Linked DNA regions of Capra hircus: region 2 is linked to region 1. The links are chromatin contacts, called in public Hi-C maps. All regions are on one chromosome and are shown on one strand. The core of a region is the stretch at or near the end of the contact, and the rest is flanking DNA. Distances in the headings are between cores, read along the strand shown. Region 1 overlaps FRMD8 (FERM domain-containing protein 8). Region 2 has its middle 29 kb from the start of SCYL1.

Region 1 (7,471 bases), core at 2,168-4,667:
TGGAGAATTCCATGGACAGAGGAGCCTGGCAGACTATAGTCCATGGGGTCACTAAGAGTTGGACACGACTGAGCGACTTTCACTTTCACTTTTTGGGCTGCTAAGGGAACCAGGCAGAGAAGGCGATGGCACCCCACTCCAGTACTCTTGCCTAGAAAATCCCATGGACGGAGGAGCCTGGTGGGCTGCAGTCCATGGGGTCTCGAAGAGTCAGACATGACTGAGCGACTTCCCTTTCACTTTTCACTTTCATGCATTGGAGAAGGAAATGGCAACCCACTCCAGTGTTCTTGCCTGGAGAATCCCAGGGACGGGGGAGCCTGGTGGGCTGCCATCTATGGGGTGCACAGAGTTGGACACGACTAAAGTGACTTAGCAGCAGCAAGGGAACCGGGGGGGGCCTCTCTGGTAGGAGGCATTCCAGGGAGAGTGTGCCAGGGGTGGATACTCCCAGACCCTGGTGTATAAGACAGAGGAGGAGATGGGCCAGCCCACCTGCAGTTCACACTCCTTTACAGGTTCATAGTCCTTGTGCCCTGAAGCCCTGCCTCCAAGTGCTGACCAGATTCAGTTGTCCCCTCCACCCCACCCTGAGCGGTTGTGTCCTCAACCCCAGCCCCCAGCAGAGGGAAGGCCTGTGGAATGAGCGACTTGGTCCCACAAGCCTTGCCCTCCTTGACCATTGTTGCCCCACTAGTGGCTTCCAGATCTCCTTGCCAGCCCCGCTCTTGCAGACTCTCAACTACAAGTTGGTACTTGCCAAAAGCCTTGCCAAGGACTGAACAACAAGCGCACTTGCCATCTGCCTCTGTGGAGGCTGAAGCCTGTGCTGCTGCAGCTGGTGACCTTCAACCCCTGGAGGGAGTTCCGGGTGGAGTGAGGCACTCTGTACCCTGGTAGGGCAGGTCTTTAGATAATTGGATATTTTCAGGAACTGATTTCAAGGTCCCAGTCCTGCATCTCCTCATATCTAGAAAAGCACTAAATCCCTTCATGATGACATAAATCCTTTCATGATGACATCAGATGCTTGTGACTAGCAGAAAACCTCTTGTAAAGTAAGTGCTTGATTGCATGGAACTACCCCTTCATGGAATCTTACATATTGACCTTCTGCCACTGCCTCTCTTTTGGAGAAGGAAATGGCAACCCACTCCAGTATTCTTGCCTGGAGAATCCCATGGACAGAGGAGCCTGGAGGGTTATAGTCCATGGGGTTGCAAAGAGTCGGACATGACTGAGCGACTAACACGCACGCACGCACACACGCAGCACGCACACGTTGCCTCTTTGGAGCAGTCTCTCACAGCTGTCTGAGGTGCTGCCTCCCGGGCTGCAGTCCTCATTTTGCCCCAAATAAAACTGAACTCACAGCTCCCAAGTTGTGCATCATTTTTAGCTGACGAGACTAAGTCAGTCCCAGCTTTTGTAGCCTCCTTCCACCCTTTGGCCTGTGTCCACCGTGCCAGACTCACGCCAAGCCCCACCCACCAGGCGTCCACCTGTGGGCGAGGGGCTGGCACGGTGCCGACACCCACCACCTCCCATGTCTGGGTCTGCACAGCCCCCTCCGCCTCTCCCAGGCCCACCTGCAGCCCCCACTGCCAGAGCTCGCTTAGGCTGCGTCCCTGCGGATGGGACCGTCTTCGGGCCTGAGCCTGTCTCACCCCCTTAGTGACCCCGCTGGAGCACTGGTTGTTCAGACTCTCCTTGACCCTCTGAAGGAGGACGTTTCTGTTCCAACTGCCTTTGGCGCCTGAGTGGCATCGGAGAGAGAGGGAGAGACAGAGAAAGGCGTGTGTGGTGCAGGAGCTGCCTCTGGGCAGAGCTGCTGCTGCTGCTGCTAAGTTGCTTCAGTCGTGTCCGACTGTGCGACGCCATAGCAGCCTATCAGGCTCCCCATCCCTGGGATTCTCCAGGCAAGAACACTGGAGTGGGTTGCCATTTCCTTCTCCAATGCATGAAAGTGAAAAGAGAAAGTGAAGTTACTCAGTCTTGCCTGACTCTTAGAGACCCCATGGACTGCAGCCTACCAGGCTCCTCCCGACTCTTAGCGACCCCATGGACTGCAGCCTACCAGGCTCCTCTGTCCATGGGATTTTCCAGGCAAGAGTACTGGAGTGGGTTGCCAGAGGAACCTCTCCAAATGGTCCATCTGCCCCTGGAGGCTGCTGACCTTGATGCTGGGAGCGAAGCCTGTGCTTACTGACCCAGAGAGTCAGCTCTCACCACTTCCTCCTTCTCCCCAAATGCCAAGGTCAAAGGGGCAGGGGACACAGAGGTCCTGGGAAGAGCTGGAGCTATTATTATTCTCCGGCTTGCAAATTATACCTAAGACAAGTAGCTCAAAATAGCTGAGGGCAGAGTACGGGTGGGGGAAGGGAGGTGCTGAGAGATGGGCGGGACTGCCGGGAAGCGGCGAGGGGGGAGGGCTGGGGCCTGGGACAGTCCCCAGGCATGGGAGCAGGGCTGACGAGAGCAGGGCAGACGTGAGCAGACCCCGAGTGTGCCCACCCCACTTCCTGGATTCCATGGTTTTAAATATTTTGACTCTGTTTTCATTCCACACACACACACACACACACAATCCCAAAGCAGAATCTGTTTTCATCACACACACACACACACACACTCCCAAAGCAGAATCTGTTCTTGGGATGTAGATCCTGATCTTTGAAAAATGTGGTCCTTCACCAACCTAGACAGCATATTAAGAAGCAAGCAGAGACATTACTTTACCAACAAAGGTCCGTCTAGTCAAGGCTGTGGTTTTTCCAGTGGTCATGTATGGATGTGAGAGTGGGACCATACAGAAGGCTGAGTGCCGAAGAAGTGATGCTTTTGAACTGTGGTGTTGGGGAAGACTCTTGAGAGTCCCTCGGACTGTAAGGAGTCCAACCAGTCCATCCTTAAGAAGATCAGTCCTGAGTGTTCACTGGAAGGACTGATGTTGAAGCTGAAACTCCAATACTTTGGCCACCTGATCCGAAGAGCTGACTCATCTGAAAAGACCCTGATGCTGGGAAAGATTGAAGGCGGGAGAAGGGGACGACAGAGGATGAGATGGTTGGATGGCATCACTGACTCGATGGACGTGAGTCTGAGTGAACTCCAGGAGTTGGTGATGGACAGGCAGGCCTGGCGTGCTGCAGTCCATGGAGTCGCAGAGTGGGACACGACTGAGCGACTGAACTGAACACCAACTGGGGACCAGAGGGAGAAACCCTGTATCTGGTGCTCTTGAAGGCCCAGAACCCCTGATCGTGGACCAGAAGAAGGTGGCGGCGGTCAGAAGCCACGGGGTCCCCCTGAGAAGCAGCAGGCCGAGTTCCGGGCTGCGGGCTGCGTAGGATCCGGGCAGGAAGTGTGGGCTCCGCCTCTGCCGCTGAACTGGAGAGGAAAGGGCGGGCTCAACTGCCCCCTGCTGGCCACAGCAGGACCTGCAACCTACAGGCAGCCGCTCCAGCTCCCCTGGCGACCGCCTAAGGAGGTCTGGTCGGAGCCCGCTGAGAGGAGGTAAATCCATTGCCGCGTGCAGCACAAAGCAGTGAGTGAGGTTCTGTGGCAGGAAGGATGGCGTGGTAGACAGAATAAGGACCCCCAGGATGTCTGCATCCTAACCCCGGAGCCTGTGAATGTTAGGTTACATGGCGAAGGGAAATTCAAATTGCTAATCAGTAGACTTTAATAGACGGACTTCCCTGGTGGCTCAGACGGTAAAGCGTCTGCCTACAATGCGGGAGACTGGGGTTCGATCCCTGGGTCGGGAAGATTCCCTGGAGAAGGAAATGGCAACCCACTTCAGTACTTTTGCCTAGAAATCTCATGGATGGAGGAGCCTGGTGCAGGCTACTGTCCATGGGGTCGCAAAGAGTCGGACACGACTGAGCGACTTCACTTTCACTTTCAGACTTTAATAGGGAAATTATCCTAGATTATCCGCCTTAAGTTCAGTCGCTCAGTCGTGTCCGGCTCTTTTGCGACCCTATGGACCACAGCACGCCAGGCTTCCCTGTCCATCACCAACTCCTGGCGCTTGCTCAGACTCATGTCCATCCAGTTGGTGATGCCATCCAACCATCTCATCCTCTGTCGTCCTCTTCTCCCGCCTTCAATCTTTCCCAGCATCAGGGTCTTTTCCAGTGAATCAGTTCTTCCCATCAGGTGGTCAAAGTGTTCTAGTTTCAGCTTCAGCATCAGTCCTTCCAATGAATATTCAGGACTGATTATCAGCCTTGGCCCAGTGTAATCGTGAGGAAGAGGAAGGCAGAAGAGCCAGAGAGAAACATGGAGAGAAAAGGAAGAGAGCAGTGCTGTGAGGACCCCACTGGCCTTCACTGGCTTTAGGGATGGAGGAAGGGGCCACTGAGCCCAGGAAATAGATTTATTCTCCCTAAAGGAGTACATCAAGGCTGGATATTGTCACCCTGCTTATTTAACTTATATGCAGAGTACATCATGAGAAATGTTGGACTGGAAGAAACACAAGCTGGAATCGATTGCTGGGAGAAATATCAATAACCTCAGATATGCAGATGACACCACCCTTATGGCAGAAAGTGAAGAGGAACTAAAAAGCCTCTTGATGAAAGTGACAGTGGAGAGTGAAAAAGTTGGTTTAAAGCTCAACATTCAGAAAACGAAGATCATGGCATCTGGTCCCATCAGTTCATGGGAAATAGAGGAGAAACAGTGGAAACAGTGTCAGCCTTTATTTTTGGGGGCTCCAAAATCACTGCAGATGGTGACTGCAGCCATAAAACTAAAAGAGGCTTACTCCTTGGAAGAAAAGTTACGACCAACCTAGATAGCATATTCAAAAGCAGAGACATTACTTTGCCGACTAAGGTCCATCTAGTCAAGGCTATGGTTTTTCCTGTGGTCATATGTGGATGTGAGAGTTGGACTAAGAGGGCTGAGCGCTGAAGAATTGATGCTTTTGCACTGTGGTGTTGGAGAAGACTCTTGAGAGTCCCTTGGACTGCAAGGAGATCCAACCAGTCCATTCTGAAGGAGATCAACCCTGGGATTTCTTTGGAAGGAATGATGCTAAAGCTGAAACTCCAATACTTCAGCCACCTCATGCGAAGTTGACTCATTGGAAAAGACTCTGATGCTAGGAGGGATTGCAGGCAGGAGAAGGGGACGACAGAGGATGAGATGGCTGGATGACATCACTGACTTGATGGACGTGAATCTGAGTGAACTCCGGGAGTCAGTGATGGACAGGGAGGCCTGGCGTGCTGTGATTCACGGGGTCACAAAGAGTCGGACATGACTGAGCGACTGAACTGAACTGAACTGGAGCTTCCAGGAAAGCAATGTGGCCCTGCTGACATGGATCTCAGCTTGGTGAGAGTTCAGTTCAGACTGACCTCGAGAACTGTGAGATCATGAATGTGGGTTGTTTTATTTGTATTTATTTGGCCATGCCACATGGCTTGTGGTTTCTTCATTCCTCCACCAGGGATTGAACCCGGGGCCTCAGCAGCGATAGCAGTGAGTCCTAACCACTGGACCACCAGGCAATTCCTTGTGGGTTGTTTTATTTACTTTTCATCAAGTATTTTAATTGATTTTTTACTTTAAAAAATATTGATACGGCTGTGCCAGGAGTCAGTTGTAGCACATGGGATCTTTGATCTTCCTTGCCGCACTTGAGGTCTTAGTTCCCCAACTAGGGATTGAACCTGTGCCCCCTGAATTGGGAGCATGGAGTCTTAACCACTGGATTGCCAGGTAAGTCCTTCTTCATGCATATTTAATAGAAAGCAAATATGCAGCCTATAATCAACTCCCAGACTGTAATTAACACACTCTCATTATTTCATAACATAAACCACCCCACAATTTGCTGGAAATGGATTTTATTAATAATAAGTCACATGATGAGATGCTTGGATGGCATCACCGGCTCAATGGACATGAGTTTGAGCAAACTCTGGGAGATAGTGAAGGACCGGGAAGCCTGGAGTGCTGCAGTACACGACTTCGCAACAGAACAATAATAAAGTTTGCTGGAAATTGATTTTAATAAGTCACATGATACAAAAGGATAGGAATATTCAAAGGGCACTTAGTGAAACACTGCTTTTCCCCACAAGGGCAGACAGAAAAAGTTAAGGCACAATGGATGCTCAGAAAACAGGAAGAAGCTGAAGAGTCAAAACAAGTAATCTGTGTACACACACACCCATCATGTCCCTCAGGCCCCTCAATCTATCAGATAAGAATTCACCTGGCATCAAAACAGTGCGTGGGAGCAGATAACCGGACGGCTAGGAGCCGGAGGGGCTGGGAGCCAGTGAAGTCTCCAGGAGAGATGAGATGTCCTCTAGCTGGGACATTCGGAAAGGCTGGAGACACCTATTCATTATGACAGATAACAAAGGCCCTACTGCTGGAGGGCAAGCCCCCCTGGAAACATCTGGAGTGTTCAAGAGCCAACAAAGGGAGGAGGAGGTGAGTGGGCTCTGACATCCGGAGACAAGAGGTTCACATTCCCTTCCCCACATTCTCCACCGGGAAGGGAAGACAAAGCGAACCCTGTGTCGGGCTGGACCTGCCTCCTTCCTGTGGAAAGTCCCTGGAAGCGCCCCAGTGGTGGTGGTGGGGGGGTGACCCCTGAGAAAGAGCCCAAGGCTGAGAGGCCAGCTCTTCTGGGAGGAGGCAGGAGGCTGTGGGAAGAGCCCCACTCAGGCCATATCCACCTCCCTACAAGGTCCCCGAGAAAGAAGAGACCCCTCCCGGCCAGGGACTTCCCGTGCATGGGCCTAGGGCGGGATGAAGCCTCAGCACCATCCTGGAAGCAGCGCCCGCAGCTCCGAGACGGTGGGGGCACCCTCGTGAGTAGCCTGAGTTTGCAGGCTTCGTGGAACCAAAGCAGATCAAAAAAAGATCAAAACTGAAACTGGAAGCCCCAAGGGGCTTTGGGAGCTCCTCCGGGTGTGGAGTGTGGGCCCGTGGGCTGGTGGGTCCACAAGGCAGCCACCTCCCAGCAGTGACATCACCGAAGATCAGCAAGCACGCTTTCCTGCTGGTCAGGGTCTCCTGCTCACAAGGGAGACCACAGTGAGGGGCACAGGGTCCCTCCAGTTCCACCGAGCTGGAGAGGGCTCTGTGGGGGCCTCACTGTCTGTGGAGGCCCCCGACCCTCTCCTCGCAGGGCCACGTCCCAGCCTGGCCACATGAGCTGGAATGTGGGGATGTGGTCACCAACGTCCAGGGAAAAAACCAAAGACACACACGCTCCTCTGGAGTGTCCTGAGCCGTGCTTCAGGCAGCACGATGCCCCCATGCTCTCCCACCTGCACAGCGGCCCTCAGCCTTGCTCCAGGCTGTCGGAGGCCTGGACCACGGTGTAGCTACCCTGGCCCAGGGACAGCTGCCGGCTGAAGAAGGATGTGGTGCGTTTCGGTTTCACCCGCTTGATCGTCTCGCCTGTTTGGGGAACAAGAGGGACGCACTGAGG
Region 2 (7,471 bases), core at 2,526-5,025, 69 kb before region 1:
CTCTGCTCCAATCACAAACACGAATGCTTAAAAAGCTGCAGGAATTTCCTCAACACTCAGCCTTTTATCACTCAGCTGGATTTTCTTTTAACAATCACTACTCCACTCCAAGCATTGGGGGAAACACAACTTTGACTCATACTCCAGTCGTTTCAAAATGCATTCTAATAGCAGCGGCTCAGAACAGTACTGTATTACTTGCCAACAGAACAGACAGACCTGAGGTCAAGACAACTGCATTCTGTGTAGTCTGTAAAAAAAAAAGCTAAAACAAGTAAGCCCCACCCTCTCCTCCCTCCCCTCCAAATTCAAGGGGAAAAATGTATATACTTAAATATGCCGATAAACTCACTGCAAAGTCTGACACACTCCCTAGGAGAACAGAAGGCAGAGCCAAGCATTTATATGAAAGCCAAAATCCTGAAAAGCTTCACGAAGGATGAAATGAAGCCTCTGCAAAGGAAAATTCTTTAAAAAAAAAAAAAACAAACCCAACCCTCCCCCACCAGGTATCTAAAAAGTAGGCCAACATGTGAACATTGCCTAACACCAGATGACTCTAAGCAAAGTTAACATGCAAACTGGAAATGCTGACAGTACATTCCATTACTCTAACCACTAGACAAGACTCCTGACTTTCTGTAAACATTGTAGGTGTTAAGTTACCTGTTCTTCTGATCATAATCTCCCACCTGTCTAAGAGATATTTATTCCTTATTTACAGGGCCTCTATTGCCATGTGCCTGGAATTATTAAATGCTCATCACTTTTATGAAGGATAAAATTTTTTCCTGCCTTAAATTAAATTCGTTCTTCTGCTCAATTTCCTGATCTTGTCCATTAAAGAGTGTTCGCAGACAAAGTTTCTGAAAGATGAGAAGAAACCCCCCCAGATTGCCCCAACACTAACTACAGACAAACAGTGTTTTATTTAAATAAGGAGACAGCTTCCTAAAAGCATACATTCTCTAAAAATAAAAGTATTTTATTTTGAATGATTTAATGGTTTTCTGCACAATACACATAACATTTAAATTTTAGCAAGATTAACAAAATCTGAATTCTAACAGTACAATACTATGCCTTAAATAGGGCTTGTCAGATTCAAAGCTAAACAAATGTTTATAAAAATTTTCGCTAATCTCAAGAGGCTTCAAGGAATTACTTGCCTCTTGAGTGAAATGTGCTGTCCCATCATCGAAGCCCACAGGAACGGTGTCCTGTCTAATTTTAAAAGGCTGGATGGGACGAAGCCTCAGAATCCTGGAATCCCTTAGGTAAGGGACCTAGGACTTCCACAGCTCTTCACAAAGGTAAGCACTTATTCCTAACATGCAATACTGCAGATGCAAGTTAAACTTATCTGTTAACAGCTGCCTGCTGTTTTCTGCTCCCAGATGAAATGAAGCAACTCTTCTGATAATGAAGAAAAACCTGTCTGAGGCAAACGAAAGATTGGCAAACAGCACAGCCTCTTCCTCCTCTCAATTCACTTGATCCCACTCATTCAATTATTTCAGCTTCTTTTTTTTCCAGGATTAATATGTAGCACTATTTTCATTTCACTTTTTTTTTCATTTCACTTTTTAAATTCTGCTTTTGTAAAAGCAGTATTCAGATGGACATTTGATCTTCAATGTATCGTTATTTTTCATCATTATTTTTCATCAATTCATTATTTTTGTGGATACAGCTTGATAAGCCATTAACTTTATAGTAGTAGATTCCATTAACTTTAAATTGGTAGTTTTCATTTGCTTTTTTTTTTGCATGTGCAGACAATGTGTTCATCAGAAGAAAGAATCTCAGGGTTATGCTTTTTCCCCAATGTAGGTATGAAATACAATCTTTTCTGCCTTTACTTATCATTCACCAAGGAGCTGTTCCCCTCTCCATCTAGGCCATCAGATTGCCAGGCTGGTTATGACTCAGAAGATGTTATCTGAAAAAAGTCTACAGAAAAAAAGGTTTCCCCTCCCTCATCAACAAAAGCCCACCCCCTCTTATCAGTTATGATTTACAAGGCTCAGATGTAAATTCAAAATACAATTAACAATAATTTTGAAGCATACCTTAACAGCAAACTTTTCCTACGCTAAAAAAGAAAAAAATAAACCAAACAATCTTGCTTATATACAGCCGAAAAAAGAATCTTACTTGATAATACAAAAGCTACCACCAGAAGAAATCCCTTCAGGATCATTAAGCCACCTCCTTTGCTCTGAAGCTCCTATAGTAGTATTAAGTTTTATTAAATCACCTGAAAAAAATTCCAAGAGAGAACCACACACTACTATATCCAAACAACTTTACCGTTAAAAAAAAATTCCCCAAGTTTTTATCTAAGCACAGAGGGCCGGACCAACCCCCAGTCATTTTCCTTTCCCAAGCCCTACTCTTAAATCCAGTGAATCTTCATGAACTTCCCCATCTGTTAAATTCAAAAATTGGGGCAAAACAGAACCAGAGGATTGCGAGTTACTTGCCAACTTGGAAGCTGAGATTTCTTTAGTTTTTCCATCATAAGTATTTAAGTTCTCTGGCATGAGTTTATCTGTAATCAAAAACTAAACAATTACCTAAACCCACGCCCCCCCATCCCAATCATCACAAGCCACTGCCAACTACAAATTGCCAAAATTTGCCCCTCCCCTTTAATAAAGGTATCTTAAAAGGTATCTTGAAAACTTAACTTCAACATTTGGCCTAGTCAAGCTCTTCTGAAGTTCTCCTGAGATGACTGAATATGAACCAAAGCTGCACTGTGCTGTACATTTCAGCTTCACTGGGAATACTCTTCCAAGGAAAAAAGCTGCTCCAATCCCTGAAGGTGTTGGTGCCAAACAGCGTAGCAGTACAATCCTTCTCTAACTCAGTTTGTCAATAGTACTATAGAATCTGTGGAAAATCTTAGAAAAAACAGTTTCTCCCCCACCCTCTTCCCTGTTCACACCACCCCAAAATACTTAAGTAAAAACAACCAGTTACGTACTTTATAAAAATATAATTAAGGGGTGGGAATAAAAGAATAAACTACCAGCCATTTCTCCAATGGACAGCTGCGCCACAGACCTCAAAGTGAAAGCTGCTTGTGCTAGTTTCTATAAACTGTAAACCTGCAGTGTTCTGATTATCCTGATACTGGATTTTCTTTTCGCCTGTTACCTCGAGTCATTTGCCTTTGGAATTCTAGACAGACCTAAAGGGAAAAGAACTCAAAACATATTTTGCTCCCCCCACAAAAAACTCCCCCCGCCCATAATTATACACCGAAACTACATATTTAGAAAACTTTTAAAATACAGGGTGAGGAAAGAAAAGTAGGCCCTCTACTCACAAAACTGAAATGCTTCATTACCCAAAAACTGAATATAAAACCTGTTTACAAAGCTTGCTGAAGTTGTCTCAGTTGTTCTATCAAATTCAGGATATCCCTCATATTGGTTAAAAAACAAGAACACTTGCCATCTACCATTCCTCCGGGCCTTGAAGTCTGCCCTCAAAAGCTCCAGACAAGATGCATGAGAAAATAGGCCTGAAAAAGAGAAACCTACGACACCCGAAAACCGGCCTACATCCCCGTAATAAAATCCCCTTTATGCTTAAGTACACAACTCCCCCATTACTATTAGGAAAATTTAAGAGGTATTACCATAGTGAGTTACAGGAGGAAAAAAAACCCCACGACAGTGCCGACCTCACGGATTTTTACCACACCACTGGCTCTCCCTGCGGGGCTCGTACACTGGGCTGCTGCTCTAGGATCCTCTATCTATCCTCCACTCCGCCTGCTCGCCGCCTCCGCGTGGTTGCCAAGCCAAGCCGCACGCTAGCTTCACCACACCGCACTGGCTTCCTCCTTCCTGGAATCCTCTCCTAGCTTCACCTCCAAATCGTTAGGGCTCGCTCCTTCTTCCTAGCTTCCTTCACCAAGTCGCACTGGCTCCCGGGCTTCTCTTTCCTATCTTCACGAACTGCTGCTGGCTCCTCAGTCCTAGTTTTCACCGAACACTGGCTCCTGGAATCCTGTCTGCGGCTCCTGTCTTCCTAGCTTCACTGAATCCACTTCTGTGTAGCACCTGCGTCAGCTGTTAATTAGCGCCTACTCGTCAGGATTTAAACATTCATCTTAGCTCAAAGTCCAATAACTCGATGGTTAATTCTTGCTCTTCCATTTAATTCACTTATAAAGTCCTTTACATTTTCCAAAGGAAACTACGCTACCGCATTTAAGGCCTTTCAAATTTTTAACTCTTCCAAATACATTCTTAGCTTTTAAGTTACTTCAGTCCCTTTAAGTAACTTTTTGCTAAGATTTTAAACTGACTTTCTTCTAGTTTCCGGATTTTCTTCTAAGTTGTTCCTGGTCTACAGTAGTTTTAAAAAACCCTCATCTTCTGAGATCTAACTTCCGCACCACCACAAATAAGCTGATGGGCTTTTACAATAAATTCTTATCGGCTATAAAAATTTCCTCAGTTTTTGTTCCTGTAACTTATCCAACATTGATTTTTAACTATCTTCTAAATTTCTGGACGTCTATCTTGTATGTTTGCGTCCAATAGCTTTCTTTTCATTCTATCTTAAGCACTCGCCCGTATTTTCAATTTTCTCCTAGATTTGTCTTTTTCTTCTGCCTACTTACTAGGCTCAGGTTTTCTGTCTTCTAATACGTGTATCTCTATCTTCCCTAGTTTTTTCTTCTGCTTCCTGTACTTGTCTTCCGAATTTTCCACTTCAAACTTCCAATTTTCTTTCCTACCATTCCTAATACTTCCGTCAACTTTAGCCAAACAAAGCCTCAGTATCAACTAGGCTTCAAATGACGCCATTTTTATTGCGCCGAGAATTTGCAGGCATTATTTCTGAAACCACCTTCAGTTAAATCTTAAGATGGCCTTTATAGTATATAGTATTTTAATCATCTACAACTCAACCTTTTAAAACGTTTAGGTTCGATTTATGTAACCCAACGTTTTATGTTAAGGTAAAAGGTTGCCCTTCAACTTAAGGCTTAAGAAAAAAAATCCAGACTTAGCAGTCCTAGCTCAGACATTCTCTTAAAATTTTCCACTCCATGAAAAAATTTCAGCTCATAACTTCCATCAGGTTCTAAAATTATCTTTTTTCTTCCCTCTTCCTTTCTCCAACTACTCTTTAAGTAAGTCTTCATGTTTTCCCTAAAATTTATCTAAGAACTTAATGCAAAGCAGTATCTCCGTATTCTCACTACTTACAATCCCTAAAGAAACACACTAACGCCTATCTTTTTTAATAGAAAAACTTATCTGCAGGCTCCTTAAGCAGCACCTCCAGCCTTAAAGCAGATTCTGCGCTCGCTGCCTCAATGCCTGTCGCTCAGTCCGCAGCAGTGTATTTATAGAGGAAGGACAACTCACACCTCCGGTATTTAATACTCCTCCGCCGCCTTTGTGAGGAAAGCAAAAATAGTTCCTCTGAAGATGTAAAAATAGAATCTCATTTACAAGAGTTTTCTGGACTTTTCCTAACAGTTCATCCAACTTGCTTGCAACCCCTATACCTTGTACTTATTAGCAAGTAGATTTGAGCTGAAAATTTGGGCAAAAACAATGAAAATCACATCTAAATAAACATTGAATAGCTCATAAAAACTAAGCGCCGTTACATGGGAATGTTTCTAGTAGCTTTTAAAATACTTTTCGTGTTTCCTTGGAGTATATTGGATACAAGTCAGTGGTTTTGGAAAGAAGGTTAAACTAAGTTTCCTGACGGCCTTCCTTTCCATTATGTAACCGAACTTCAGCCTCACAACGACAGACCGCAGCCATTTTAGAAGCCGTCAAGTTTTGGGAGGCACCCCCCCCCCCCAAAAAAAAGGTCTCAGGTCCTGCGAGGCGGTTTTGATGTTTATACCTCACCTGGCTCATTTGGCCTTTTATTCGTAAAATAGTTACTCCGGGTTATCCACTTAAGAATTCTAATTGTAGAAATCCACTTCCGGAAAATATCTCAACAAATATCTCTCGTTTACTGTTGTCCCTGCAACAGAGCTGGACCCATCTTGAAGGCTTAGATTCAAATCGTTAGGGTGGGGTTGTGTTACTTGGCTTTTGTTGTTGATTTTGTATTTACTAAATACCAGCTAGACTCCTACACTTTTGGTAGCCTGTTTAGACATAGCCTGGACTTTTTGTTCTTTCCAAACGCGTGCTGTTTCAAGTATCCGGAAAAGCCAACGGTTTCACCGTCAAAGACAGAGCGACCTTCACCTACCACTCGCGGAAGGGACGTGTTCTAAAATGTTTGTGAACCTTAAGTGTTTACTACGTTTCGTTTTTTTTTTTTTCCCCCTACAAATTTTGTATTATCTCTGGTTTGATTCCCTTAAGACTTTTAAAAGTAGAGCACAAAGGGAAATAACTTTTTCCTAAACCCAAAGCCTTTTCTTTCTGCAGGTTAATCAGCAGTCCATTTTTAAAAGACGTTCTCTGTCCTACCAAAAGGGAAAACCGAGGGAAGCACCGGGAAAGGAGAACTGCTGCGTCTCCAATGTTTGAAAAGATGCCTCAGTTCGCCCGACTGCGAGGGGCACTTGTCTCGAGGGCGAGGGCTGAGGATTTAGAAAATACAATGGCGCCGGTGGTTTCTAGACACGCCTTCCACGGAGCTAAAGCGACTGCGGCGACAAGAAACCAGCGAGAGGCCAAGCGGGATAGGTATAACCTCGGCCAGTGAGCCCGGGGATGGGGGTGGGGGGGTGAGGCTCGTTCCCCACACCCCACGCCGGCACGGCGCAGGGATATGCTGGCCGTGAGCCGCCGCCCTTTGTGAGGCGTCGACTCGCGGGCGGTGTTGCCGGTTCTAACCAGCTCCAACCGGTCCCGGCCGCCTCCGGGGGCGGTGGCCGTTGGCGCAGCGCGCCACTGCGCACGCGCGCCCCACCCCCAAGGCCGATGCCTAGCCTAGAGAAATGTGTGGGGGAGGGTGGCAGCTGTCCCTGGTCGGGGGTTTATTGGCCGCTGCTCCAACTTTTCGCAACTCTTGGGCTCCTCTCCTCTTCCGAGATGCTGCCTGCCTTTTCCGCCCGGATGGCCTTTCTTTCACGTCCTCCGTCTTTTGTCATTCCATTACCGCAAAGTCATCCATTAACTAAAAATTTTCGCACATCATCCTTGCTCTTTGTTTATTGTCACAGCCCTTGAGTGTTCGTACGTCACCAGATTTTGTTAATCTAGATTGCTTGAAACAGAAGGGGCCTCAGAGATTGACCTAACACAGCTGCCTGTTTTTGTTTGTGTTTTTGGAAGGGGGTGTTGGTTTTGTTTTTGAGGAAAGCGGTGGTAAGATAAAGTGGAGCGCTCCAGGGCACGTGGTGATTTTAAACCTAGACCCCAGGACAGGGTGACACCCATTCTCTGGCCCTCTCTTAACTCCACAGAGTTTTCAATTCTAGAACGTGTGCAGATGTTTACGCAGTACATTCCAAAAG

The links. Hi-C and Micro-C count contacts between places; a contact is called where the count stands out from the background.
Region 2: a contact with region 1 is called in a Hi-C map of blood, with 3 times the contacts expected there. The contact joins two enhancer-like sites. A contact is called at or near these places in 3 of 5 Hi-C or Micro-C datasets (all in blood).

Annotation. Positions count from the first base shown.
Region 1 is chr29:44,019,932-44,027,402 of ARS1.2, reverse strand. FRMD8 (FERM domain-containing protein 8) reads right to left here. Exons shown (of 11, transcript XM_018043448.1): 11 at 6,009-7,440. The coding sequence ends at 7,322. Among named protein-coding and RNA genes, the nearest start is that of TRNAS-GGA, 8.9 kb to the right of the region's middle. Within about 2 kb of position 3,417, at least 3 of the 5 cell types and tissues checked have an H3K27ac peak or open chromatin away from gene starts, as enhancers often do.
Region 2 is chr29:44,088,800-44,096,270 of ARS1.2, reverse strand. No RefSeq gene overlaps it. Among named protein-coding and RNA genes, the nearest start is that of SCYL1, 29 kb to the left of the region's middle. Within about 2 kb of position 3,775, at least 2 of the 5 cell types and tissues checked have an H3K27ac peak or open chromatin away from gene starts, as enhancers often do.